2 separate regions of the Macaca mulatta genome follow, and region 1 is linked to region 2. The links are chromatin contacts, called in public Hi-C maps. All regions are on one chromosome and are shown on one strand. Each heading gives the region's core, a stretch centred on a gene start, on an enhancer-like site or on the middle of the called end of the contact. The rest is flanking DNA. Distances are from core to core; before and after follow the strand shown.

Region 1 (5,698 bases), core at 2,776-5,275, 63 kb before region 2:
TATGCGAGGATATTCTATTGTCTTGATTTTCAATTTCCTTAGTAAGTATATCTTAAATTTACTCTATTCATTTTTGTATTGCATAGGATAATAGCTGGTACATAGTTGGTGCTCAGTGATTACCTGTGGAATAAATTAATTTTTCTTAACATAGGGCAGGGAGACTTGGAGAGGAAAGGGCCTAGGGAGAGTTTCCTATTTCTTAACCACACCATGGAGAGTTTTGGATAGAGACAAATAGAGAAAGTTACCTTCAGAGGAGCTATTGCACCAAAAAAAATGTAACAGCACTCTTAACATTTTGGCATTGACCCTTATAGTCACTCTTTTTTCCTAAAACTATATAGTGTGTGTGTGCATGTGAATGTGTGTGTGTGTGATGTCACATAAATAAGAATACGCTATTTGGCAACTTGGATTTATCCTATACAATGCAATGAGCATATTTTATGTCGTTTATCTTTTTTAAAAGCATTATTTTTAACAGCTGCATAATATTCCATTAGGGATAAAACCTAGTTTTAGGCAAAGTCTAACTCTTCAACATTAATATTTCCAGTTTTTAGCCACAGTAAACAAAAATATGGACAATATTAACATAAAATTAGAAGTTAGAATCAGTAAGACGTATATTTTTAAGTATTTGCATAAAAGAAAAGGGAATACTCTGGAATGGGGACTAGATTTCAAAGTTGGATGAGTAAGTGAAGCTAGGTAGTGTATCATAAGGTCTGTTTTAGTTGCGCTGAGTTTGATATGCCTGTGAAATACTTATTTCGTGTACTATTTAGAAGCTTAATCACCATAATTTTTGATATCGACTGAATTGCCTGTCCCCAGCCCACAATTCAAACGTTGAAGTCCAATACCAAGTACTTGAAAATGTGACTTTATTTGGAGATAAGGTCTTTAAAGGTGTAAAATGAGGTTTTAGGGGTGGGTACTAATCTAATCTGACTACTGTCCTTATAAGATTATATTAAAAAACAAACCACACACACAGAGGAAAGACCAGAGAGGGGAAACCCCAAGGAGAGTGGCCCAAGAAAAAATCAATCGTGCTCACTGGGTTGATCTTGAACTTGCAGCCTTCAGAATTGTGACAAAATTAATTTTTTTAAGCCACACAGTCTTGGTAGTTTGTTTTGGAAGCCCTAGCAAACACACTTCTCAAATATTTTCATTCTAGGATTACTTTTCTCCACACCTTTTCTATGTTATGCCAGCTTTTGTACTCCACAAAGACAAACACACAGAACACAGATGCACATCCACCCCTAGTGTGTGTTGTAGGGGAGGAAAGAGTGTTTCCTTTTACCCATCTTATGTTCATTGGCTGGGGCCCTGAAACAAAATACAGATTAACAAGAGAAAAACATACACATTTATTTTTTAAATTTATTTATTTGTTTATTTTTTGAGACGGAGTCTTGCTCTGTCGCCCAGGCTGGAGTGCAGTGGCGCGATCTTGGCTCACAGCAAGCTCCACCTCCCAGGTTCACGCCATTCTCCAGCATCAGCCTCCGGAGTAGCTGGGACCACAGGCGCCTGCCACCATTCCCCGCTAATTTTTTTTGTATTTTCAGTAGAGACGGGTTTTCACCGTGTTAGCCAGGATGATCTCAATCCCCTGACCTCGTGATCCGTCCGCCTCGGCCTCCCAAAGTGCTGGGATTACCGGCGTGAGCCACGGCGCCTGGCCAAGAGAAAAACATATACATTTAATATAAAGTTTTACATGACATAAGGAAATAAAGACCTGAAGAAGGGGTTAAACCTGAGTGTTTTTGCACTAGGTTTGAAGAAGAGTAGAGAGTCATGCAGAAATATAACGAGACAAAAATAATATGAGCCAAGGATAATAAACAAGGAGAAATCGAGCAATGTCTATTTGTTCCGATTCCTCTCATACTGTGCAAGACTCACAGGAAGGTCTTAAGACCTGCTTCAGAGGAAGGTCATAAGAACATTCCTGTCTATGTTGTTCTACTAATTTCTTAGAATGTTCACTGTGTCAAGGCACCATACTTTGGAGTGCTATGTTGTCGTTTTCAGAAACCTGAGGTTGCTCATGGAGTACTATGGAGTAGCGACTTTTTTTTTTTTTTTTTGGTCCCATTTTAGAAATTTGATTAATGAGTATAAACTAATGGTTTCTGTGTTTGAGACGGAGTCTCCCTCTGTTGCCCAGGCTGCAGTGAAATGGCGCGATCTTCTCACTGCAACCTCCGCTTCCCGGGTTCAAGCGATTCTCCTGCCTCAGTCTCCGTAGTAGCTGGGGTTACAAGCATGCGCCACCACACCCGGCTAATTTTGTATTTTTAGTAGACACGGGGTTTCACCATGTGGGTCAGGCTGTTTTTGAACCCCTGACCTCAAGTGATCCACCAGGCTCGCCTCCCGGGTTCAAAGGTATATGTATGTATATTTATATATTTTTTTATATATAGTATATATATTTATATATGTATATATTTATATGTATATATTTTTATATATGTATATATTTATATATTTATATACACAGAGTCTAACTCTGTCGCCCAGGATGGAGTGCAGTGGCGCGATCTCGGCTCACTGCAACCTCCGCCTCGCGGGTTCAAGGGATTCTCCAGCCTCAGCCTCCGGAGTAGCTGTAAGTACAGGCAAGTGCCACCACGCCCGACTAATTTTGTTTGTATTTTTTTGGTAGAGACGGGGTTTCAATATTAGCCAGGATGGTCTCGATCTCCTGACCTCGTGATTCGCCCACCTCGGCCTCCCAAAGTGCTGGGATTACTGGCGTGAGCCACCGCACCCGGCCCAAAACGAGATTTTTAGCTCAACTATACATTGCCAATGCCCATGGTAGTCCCTCCACAACAAACTCCACAACAGAATGCTCAGAAGAGTCAAACTTGTCAGGTGATCTTCAGGGACCCAAAGACTACTGTTCCTACCCCTACCAGTGTCGCCCAGGCTGGAATTGCAGTGGCGTGATCACATCTTCCTGCAGCCTGTAGCTCCAGTTTAAGCTATCCTACGTCCTCAGCCTACCGAGTAAGTGATAGTACAGACGCAACGAGTCACAACGGGTTAGTTTCATTTTTTGCAGAGATGAGTTCTCAGTATATTACCCAGGTAAACCTGTTAACTCCTGAGCTGAATCGAGCCTCATGCATCGGCCTCCCAAACTGCTAGGATTACAGGATCTTGCCAACACAGAATACGTGTATCTCGTGCTTTTTTTTTTTTTTTTTTTTTTTTTTGAGACGAAGCCTCGCCCTTATCGCCCAGGCTGGAATGCAAAGGCGCCATCTCGTTTCACTGCAACCTCCGCCTTCCGGGTTCAAGATTTTCCTGCCTCAGCCTCTCAAGTAGCTGGGATTACAGACAACTGCCCCACGCCCAGCAAATTGTTTACATTTTTAGTAGAGACGGGATTTAACGATGTTAGGTAGGCTAGTCTAGATCCGCACACGCCTCGGCCTCCCAAAGTGCTGGAACTACAAAATTGGAAAAATTATTCCCTAGAAAGCGGTGATATTCAGCATTAAAGCTCTTTATGTGAGACTTGAGTGGCTCTGAAAAGAGCCTTTGAGTTCTAAAGTGCCTAAGCACACATTTACTTGGAGCTTGTATACTTGGTGACAGCCTTAGTACCTTCGGACACTGCGTGCTTGGCCAGCTCTCCAGGAAGCAGCAGTCGCACGGCCGTCTGGATCTCCCTGGAGGTGATGGTGGAGCGCTTGTTGTAGTGCGCCAGGCGGGAAGCCTCGCCTGCGATGCGCTCGAAGATGTCGTTTACAAAGGAATTCATGATGCCCATGGCTTTCGATGAGATGCCGGTATCCGGGTGAACCTGTTTCAGCACCTTGTACACGTATACGGAGTAGCTCTCCTTACGGCTGCGCTTGCGCTTCTTGCCATCCTTCTTTTGCGCCTTGGTCACAGCCTTCTTGGAGCCCTTCTTGGGAGCAGGAGCTGACTTAGCTGGCTCAGGCATATTGTCAGAAATTAAGAACAACAGTAAGGATGAAAGCACTTAAATAACAGCTCGTGTCTAGAGTCTCTCCTTTTATACGTCTTTTATGCAAATAAAGAACTCAAATTATTCAGCACTGATTGGGCAATGTGTTAGTGACGCATACATGTAAAATAGCTTTCACCTTATTTCCTTTCTAATTGGTTGTTTCGTCAAAGAATAATTTTAACCAATCAAACTGCGCCTTTTACAATTCTACCGACGACTATAACTAGCTTCTTATTCCTCCATCGAGCACATTCTTTTTCTTTATCCTGTTGGTTGTTATCTCTCGTGCTGCTAGGAAGCCACTATGTCTGGACGTGGAAAGCAAGGCGGCAAAGCTCGGGCAAAGGCTAAAACGCGTTCTTCCAGGGCCGGGCTGCAGTTTCCAGTCGGCCGTGTCCACCGCCTCCTCCGCAAGGGCAACTATTCCGAACGAGTCGGGGCGGGCGCTCCCGTGTACCTGGCGGCGGTGCTGGAATATCTGACCGCTGAGATCTTGGAGCTAGCTGGCAACGCGGCTCGCGACAACAAGAAGACCCGCATCATCCCGCGCCACCTGCAGCTAGCCATCCGCAACGACGAGGAGCTAAATAAGCTTCTAGGTCGCGTGACCATTGCGCAGGGCGGTGTCCTGCCCAACATCCAGGCCGTGCTGCTGCCTAAGAAGACGGAGAGCCACCATAAGGCCAAGGGCAAGTGAAATGATTACTAGTCGAGTCCATCAGTGACCCCGAGTCCCAGAAACCAAAGGCTCTTTTCAGAGCCACCTACTTTTTCTGTAAAGTGCTGGAATACACATACAATGCCTGAAACCCTGTTCTAGTTTTACGAATGCTTCTAACGTTACTGGTCAGTTCATGATTGAAATCCTTGCTCACATTTCGTGCACTAATTTGTCTTACTGGTGTGTCTGCAGTAAAAATGCGTTTATAAAGGTACACAAGAATAGGAACCGATGTTGTAACACCTCAAGGTGTGTCACTACGTTATTTTGTGTATAAGTCCATGGTGTGTATACGTTTTATTATTTCACATAGGCTGTTTATTCATGTGCACTTGTCAGAAAAGGCTGAAAGATTGATACAGTAATAAGAGAACAAAGAAGGATAGCTGCCCATTAGCATTTCAGGGCGGGCTTTTTAAGTTTTAAAAATGACTACATTCCGACTGGGCTCAGTGGCTCATGCCTGTAATCCCAGCACTTTGTGAGGCCAAGGCGGGCGGATCACAAGGTCAGGAGTTCGAGATCAGCCTGGCCAACATAATTGAAAGCCCGTCTCCACTAAAAATACAAAAAGTAGCCGGGCGTGGTGGCGGTCATCTGTAGTCCCAGCAACTTGGGAGGCTGAGGCAGGAGAAGCGCTTGATTCTGGGAGGCAGAGGCTGCAGTGAGCCACGATCGCGCCATTGCACTCCAGCCTGGGCAACAGAGCATGACTACGTCTCAAAAAAAAAAAAAAAAAAAAAAAAAGGCCACATTCCTCCAGTGAGATTTGTGTTTGTTGGGTTTCTCTTTTCAAAAAGCGCAATTAACATAGTATTCTAAAGTCAACACTAAACGAAACTAAGCTGTAATGGCCTAACGCCCTCGCTCAGACCTGTAATTCCAGCAATTTGAAAGACCAAGGCAGAAGAATCGCTTGAGCCTAGGTTATCAAGACCGGGCTGGGCAATAAAGCCAGACACCCC
Region 2 (5,655 bases), core at 1,859-4,358:
CCAGATGTCGTACGTACAAAGCAAACATTCCTTACTTCTGTAACCCAGGGCTCAGTCCTTGCACTGCTTATCTTCATTATCAACCCTCTTTTCCTAAGAGATGTCATTTCACCTTCTGGCTTTTTTACTCTCATAGGAGTAAAAACTCTCAATTACGTTTCCAGCCGAGACTTCTTTTCTGAACTCCAGATTTGTGTATCAAACTGCTTACCTTCGTATATCTTCCTCTTAGATATGTGTAATAAGCATCTCACACTCTCTCTGGATGTCCAAAACTAAGATATGGAATTCTTCCCAAAACTTGTTCCTTGAGTATTCTTCCCCGTTTTTAGCAACTGATACCTCCATTTCAGTTGCTGTCAGTGAAATAACTGGAATCATCCATAAATTTTCTTTCTCTCATACTCTACACACTCAGTGGCTCAGAAATGAACTATCAACCTTCTTTCAAAATAAATAAAGAATCCAACAACTTTTCAGAGCCTCTACCACTAATACACAGAGCAAGCCACTGCCATCTCAACTCCTTTTTTTTAGTACCCTACTAACTGATCTCTGCTCCTATCCAGGCTCCATCAGTTTATTCTTCATTAGGCATCCAGACAGCTCATTTTAAAATATAAATCAGATCATCTCAGTCCTCTGCTCAAAACCCTGAGTGGCTCCCACCTCACTAGGAATAAAACCAAAGTAGTTACACTGGCCTACATACAAGGCCATATAGGAACAGCTTGCCTCCATTTGCCTTTCAGACCTCATCTCCATTCCTCTGCACCTCTTCTGCCCTTTTGCCCAGCCACAATAACTCTGCTATCTCCAGGCTTTGCTACTTGGTCTTCTATTTGGAATATTCTCGAGTCTTTATTTCTCCACTATCGCTTTATCAGTAAAGCTTTCCTTGACCCTATCATTTAAAATGACCACCTTCTCGACTGGGCGCGGTGACTCACACCTGTAATCCCAGCACTTTGGGAGGCCAAGGCAGGCGGATCACATGAAGCAGGAGTTCAGGACGAGTCTAACCAAACATGTACTAAAAATACAAAAATTAGCTGGGTGTGGTGGCGCATGCTTGTAATCCCAGCTACTCGGGAGGCTGAGACACTAGAATTGCTTGAACCCAAGCGAGGTGTAGGTGGAATGTGCCGAGATCGCACCACTGCACTGCAGACTGGGCAAGAGCAAGACCCTACCTCAAAAAAATATTTAAACATCACCTCCTCCCTCTTTAGCCTGTTTCAGTGATAGCACTTAGCACCATCTGATAGTTTTACTTACTTCATGTGTGAACGCACACCCAATAGACTCCATGCATACAGAAAATACTGTTTTGTTCACTGTCATTCACTCCTATAATTCTCAGAGCCATTAACGGTACCTGGCATATGTTATGTGCTCAATTTTTGTTGTTAATTTTATGTCCTCATACAAACCAGTGCTTTAGCTCCGATAACATCGTTCTTTTCATATTAATGCACAAGTCCATATCTTTGAAAAAGATGACACTCAAAGTAACTCCACTGATTTTCCCAATTTCAAACTTAGAACCCTACAATTTGCTTGCTGACCACAAAGAGGAAAAATCTGATTTTACAATGTAACTATCATCCTAAACCAGCAATTGTCCTATTATCTTCAACGTAGATAAAACAGACATATGTCTCTGATGTGGTGCACCAGTATGTACATATAAACTCTTCCTGACAAGAATATAAACCTGATTTCAACTAAGTATACAAAAGTCACTTCTGCTCAGGACAGAGTATAGAAACCAAGTAAAATGACACCATTAGAAAAGCCAATCCAGGCCGGGCGCGGTGGCTTACGCCTATAAATCCCAACACTTTGGGAGGCCGAGGCGGGCGGATCTACTAAAAATACAAAAATCAGGTGGGCGACTGTAATCCCACCTATTTAGGAGGCTGAGGCAAGAGAATCGCTTGAAACCGTAAGGCGGAGGATCGCGCCACTGCACTCTAGCCTGGACGAAAGAGAAACACTCCGTCTCAAGAAAAAAAAAAAATAGGTTTTGGTGATGTTTCTATATTGCTCACTAAGCGATACTCTTTTAATGTTCTTATAATACGCAGAAACACATTTTATTAGGTCTAATGGAAACAGTACTTAATAGCTCTCGAATGAACATTTATATTGTTACCCCACACTACCTTTTGCTGACCAGTTTTGTCACCAAGTCAAAAGCAGCAGCGTAAACGCCGCCTGTACTTAGATTTACGATCCTACTCAGGGAGATCTGTTGCGCTCACGGATTCGCCTTTAAGGACCGCCGCCTGGGTGCGAGGCTTCTTTGTTCTCAGCCCTCCCCGCCATTTTGAAAACAGTAACGTGGAGTCTTCCCCGAGTTTCCTACAACTTCCGTAATCCTTGAGATCCTTACGAACACTTCAAGCTTAAACTGAAAAGGAAAGCCCCACGAGAATTATAAACCGTGCCAATACAGCTTACTCACTGCTATCTAACGCCCTAAGGTGTCCAAGAAAACTAAACGTTAAACATACCAACTACCCCCAAATAGGAAATAGTAACTTTTAAGTTTTTTGTGCCCAAATCCTAAACATGCGCGATTAACCACAAGAAATTAAACGTTACCTGCAAATGCACACTAGTGCACAACGACTGCCTTTTCAGCAAAAACCTGGAACAGGATAACAAGATGTCCGCTCTTTTACGAAGAAAGTGGGCGGCCCTAAAAAGGGCCTTTGGTTGTAAAGAGAAATACTGAGTGGAGTAAGCGGGAGCCTTAACCACCGAAGCCGTAAAGAGTGCGTCCCTGTCGCTTCAGCGCATAGACCACATCCATTGCTGTTACAGTCTTGCGTTTAGCATGCTCCGTGTAAGTGACTGCATCACGAATCACGTTCTCCAGGAACACCTTCAGAACACCACGGGTCTCCTCATAGATAAGGCCAGAAATACGCTTGACACCGCCGCGGCGAGCAAGGCGGCGGATGGCTGGCTTAGTGATGCCCTGAATGTTGTCCCGCAAAACCTTGCGGTGACGCTTAGCGCCTCCCTTACCTAAGCCTTTCCCACCCTTACCACGTCCAGACATGACTAACCAGCTCCCAAAGCCGCTTTCAGGAACCTAAAAGCCGAGGAGAGCAACGACGCCCTTATATGCAGGGAATTCGGACCTAATTGAAGACTGAAAGCGCGCATACGGGAACTTTGGTCCTGCTTCTTGGTCTCACCCTATGCAGCCCGCCCTGGATGATGTCACCAACAACTTCAGCCTTTGACATCTGAGCGCGGGTTCCGTGGAGGCGTCTCTCGCAATTGCTGGGAAATAGGAATGGGAGTTTTACGGCTGTTTTAACAGCTAAATCAGATTAAAGAAATCAACATGTTTAAATTATTATCAATTGTTTCTTGAGTTGCTTTAGGACAATTGGAGACGAGCTTCGGTCCACAGGACTGAAAGCCTGAGGAGTCCAGCTTTGTCCCCAAGGTCACAGTGACTGGCATTTCTGCTGCCTACTGTAAAGCACATGCGGACCGAAACCTCCTTCGGAAGTGTTTGACAATTGCAAGATTTCACCCTCTCTATCATCAAGCCGAGGGAAACGTAACCAAAACGGTTTTCTTCCCGATGGCGAAGACATGGTAGGTTAGTGATTCGTGGTAGAATTATCCCCCTCCGCGCGGAGGCTTGATTCTATTCCCAGTTTGTTCTCTTCTTTCCCTACTTATTAAAATTTGTAATTGCCATTTCAATATCTAAGTGCCCCTCACAACTGCACCCAGTGTGTGGGTTTCGGGGTGGGTTTTTGGGGGGTTTTTTTTCCCCTTTTTTTGTTTTATTGAGACAGGGTCTTGCTATGTTGCCTGCGTTCGTCTCCCGAAGTGCAGTGACTGCAGGCGTGAGCTACTACAGAGTGACTCTCGCACCTAGCCCACTAGTGTATTGATGTTTACTTTTCTATCCCTAGTTTTGTTTTCTGTTTGATTCTGGTAGACGCCTTTTTCCAAAGTGAGTTGGCAACCTGTGGTAGCCAAAGTATGAAATAGGCAACTTATCGTAGGCTCGCTCTTAAAATACGAAGTGGTCTGAGCGCATCGCCTGTAAGTAGTTAAGAGTATTGTGAGGAAGGCTTGGTGATGGAGGAGCAGAGTGGCGCAGCGGAAGCGTGCTGGGCCCATAACCCAGAGGTCGATGGATCGAAACCATCCTCTGCTAGACCTTTTTTTCCCTTGTCTCTTCCGAATAATTTTTTTTTCTAGTTACAATTTTTTTAGGTTAAACAATAATGAAAGAAAACAAAATGAGAATGGCGTGAACCGGGAGGCTGAGGCAGGAGAATGGCGTGAACCCGGGAGGCAGAGCTTGCAGTGAGCTGAGATCCGGCCACTGCACTCCAGCCTGGGTGACAGAGCGAGACTCCGTCTCAAAAAAAAAAAATAATCAATACACTTTGGGCGATGGGGCCAGGAGAGATTAGTCAATCCACCAGTAATATTAATAGAGCTAAGGCTTAAGAAGTACATAATTATTCCATGGTGACTCAACCATGCCTGGGATTGGACTGTAAGGCAACTGCCATTGAGCGACGTATCCTTGGTGATACATAAAGGGAATCCCTCCAATGGGGCGGTGTAATTGATACTATTGTTCTGAGAATCTAATTGTTCTCTGTCGGGGGAGTTAAGGATCCTGGAGTCCATGCTCACTGATCACGATATACCTCAGGAGGAGTGTTACTCTGGAGTACAAGTCACACTACTCAGGGGTTAGGAACAGATGCCCAATATGTTTTTGCTTCTACACAGGGGAAACACACCGCACAGGAGACTGCAGCTAGTATGGCCAAGACCATCGAGTCAGGAGTTTTTGCCTGACCCTGACACTCCAGCATTTTCTCAGCTTCCTGCGTGGTTTTCTTGATCTGTCCCCATGTTATGGGGGTGGATGTCAATGTGACTCCAGTCAGCCCTCGTTCCATTTTCGCATTCAGATTCAACTAGCCTATGGCTTGTACTGGGGGAACCGGGCCCGTGGTTGCGATCCATGGATCCCACCAGTCTCCTGTTCCATGGTTGCACACATCTGGAGAGCACCTACACGGTTTGTCCATCTCCTGTAAAAACACAAGCATACCCTCATACCCACGTCAGCAAATCCACTGGGCCTTTCCATTGTCCTTCCAGGGATTTCCATAACACCTTTGGATAAACTTGCCTCTTTCCCTCTAACACTTGCCAGTGTCGTTCTGCCGGAGTCTTACCATCCATACCAGGAGTCAAAAAATTTAAAGTAAACAAGGCTAAATGTGATTTTATTTAAGGTGGTAGCTGGTCTCCTATTCTCCCGTTTTTCTCAACATACACCATAGTGTTTGATGTGCCCACTCTATAATACCTTGTCCTTGGGGTTGTAAGAAATTCCTGTTTTATGAGTGATTGCCCATAACTGTAAAAACTTTTGAAAAGCACGACTAACATAAGCAGGTCCATTGTCAGTTTTTAATTGTTTAGAGACTCCCATATGGGCAAATGATGACAAACAATGCCATCGGACATGGCCAGCAGTTTCCCCTGTTTGATATGTGGCATGTAACATATGGGAGTAGGTGTCTATAGTCACATGAACATAGCTAAGTTTGCCAAAGGCTGCTGTACGTGCAACATCCATCTGCC

Evidence for each region. Hi-C and Micro-C count contacts between places; a contact is called where the count stands out from the background.
Region 1: a contact with region 2 is called in a Hi-C map of fetal cortex germinal zone, with 5 times the contacts expected there. The contact joins the promoter of H2BC8 here to the promoter of H4C8 in region 2. A contact is called at or near these places in 4 of 14 Hi-C or Micro-C datasets (fetal cortex germinal zone, fetal cortical plate and liver).

The regions. Positions count from the first base shown.
Region 1 is chr4:156,891,788-156,897,485 of T2T-MMU8v2.0, reverse strand. It overlaps H2BC8 (H2B clustered histone 8), which reads right to left and starts at 4,025. Exons shown (of 2, transcript XM_078000869.1): 1 at 3,643-4,025; 2 at 1,385-1,696. The coding sequence starts at 3,985. The coding sequence ends at 1,623. It overlaps H2AC8 (H2A clustered histone 8), which reads left to right and starts at 4,207. Exons shown (of 1, transcript XM_001087578.5): 1 at 4,207-4,888. The coding sequence starts at 4,317. The coding sequence ends at 4,709.
Region 2 is chr4:156,827,620-156,833,274 of T2T-MMU8v2.0, reverse strand. H4C8 (H4 clustered histone 8) reads right to left here and starts at 3,108. Exons shown (of 3, transcript XM_078000864.1): 1 at 2,611-3,108. The coding sequence starts at 3,073. The coding sequence ends at 2,762. It overlaps TRNAM-CAU (transfer RNA methionine (anticodon CAU)), which reads left to right and starts at 4,127; the gene lies at 4,127-4,198.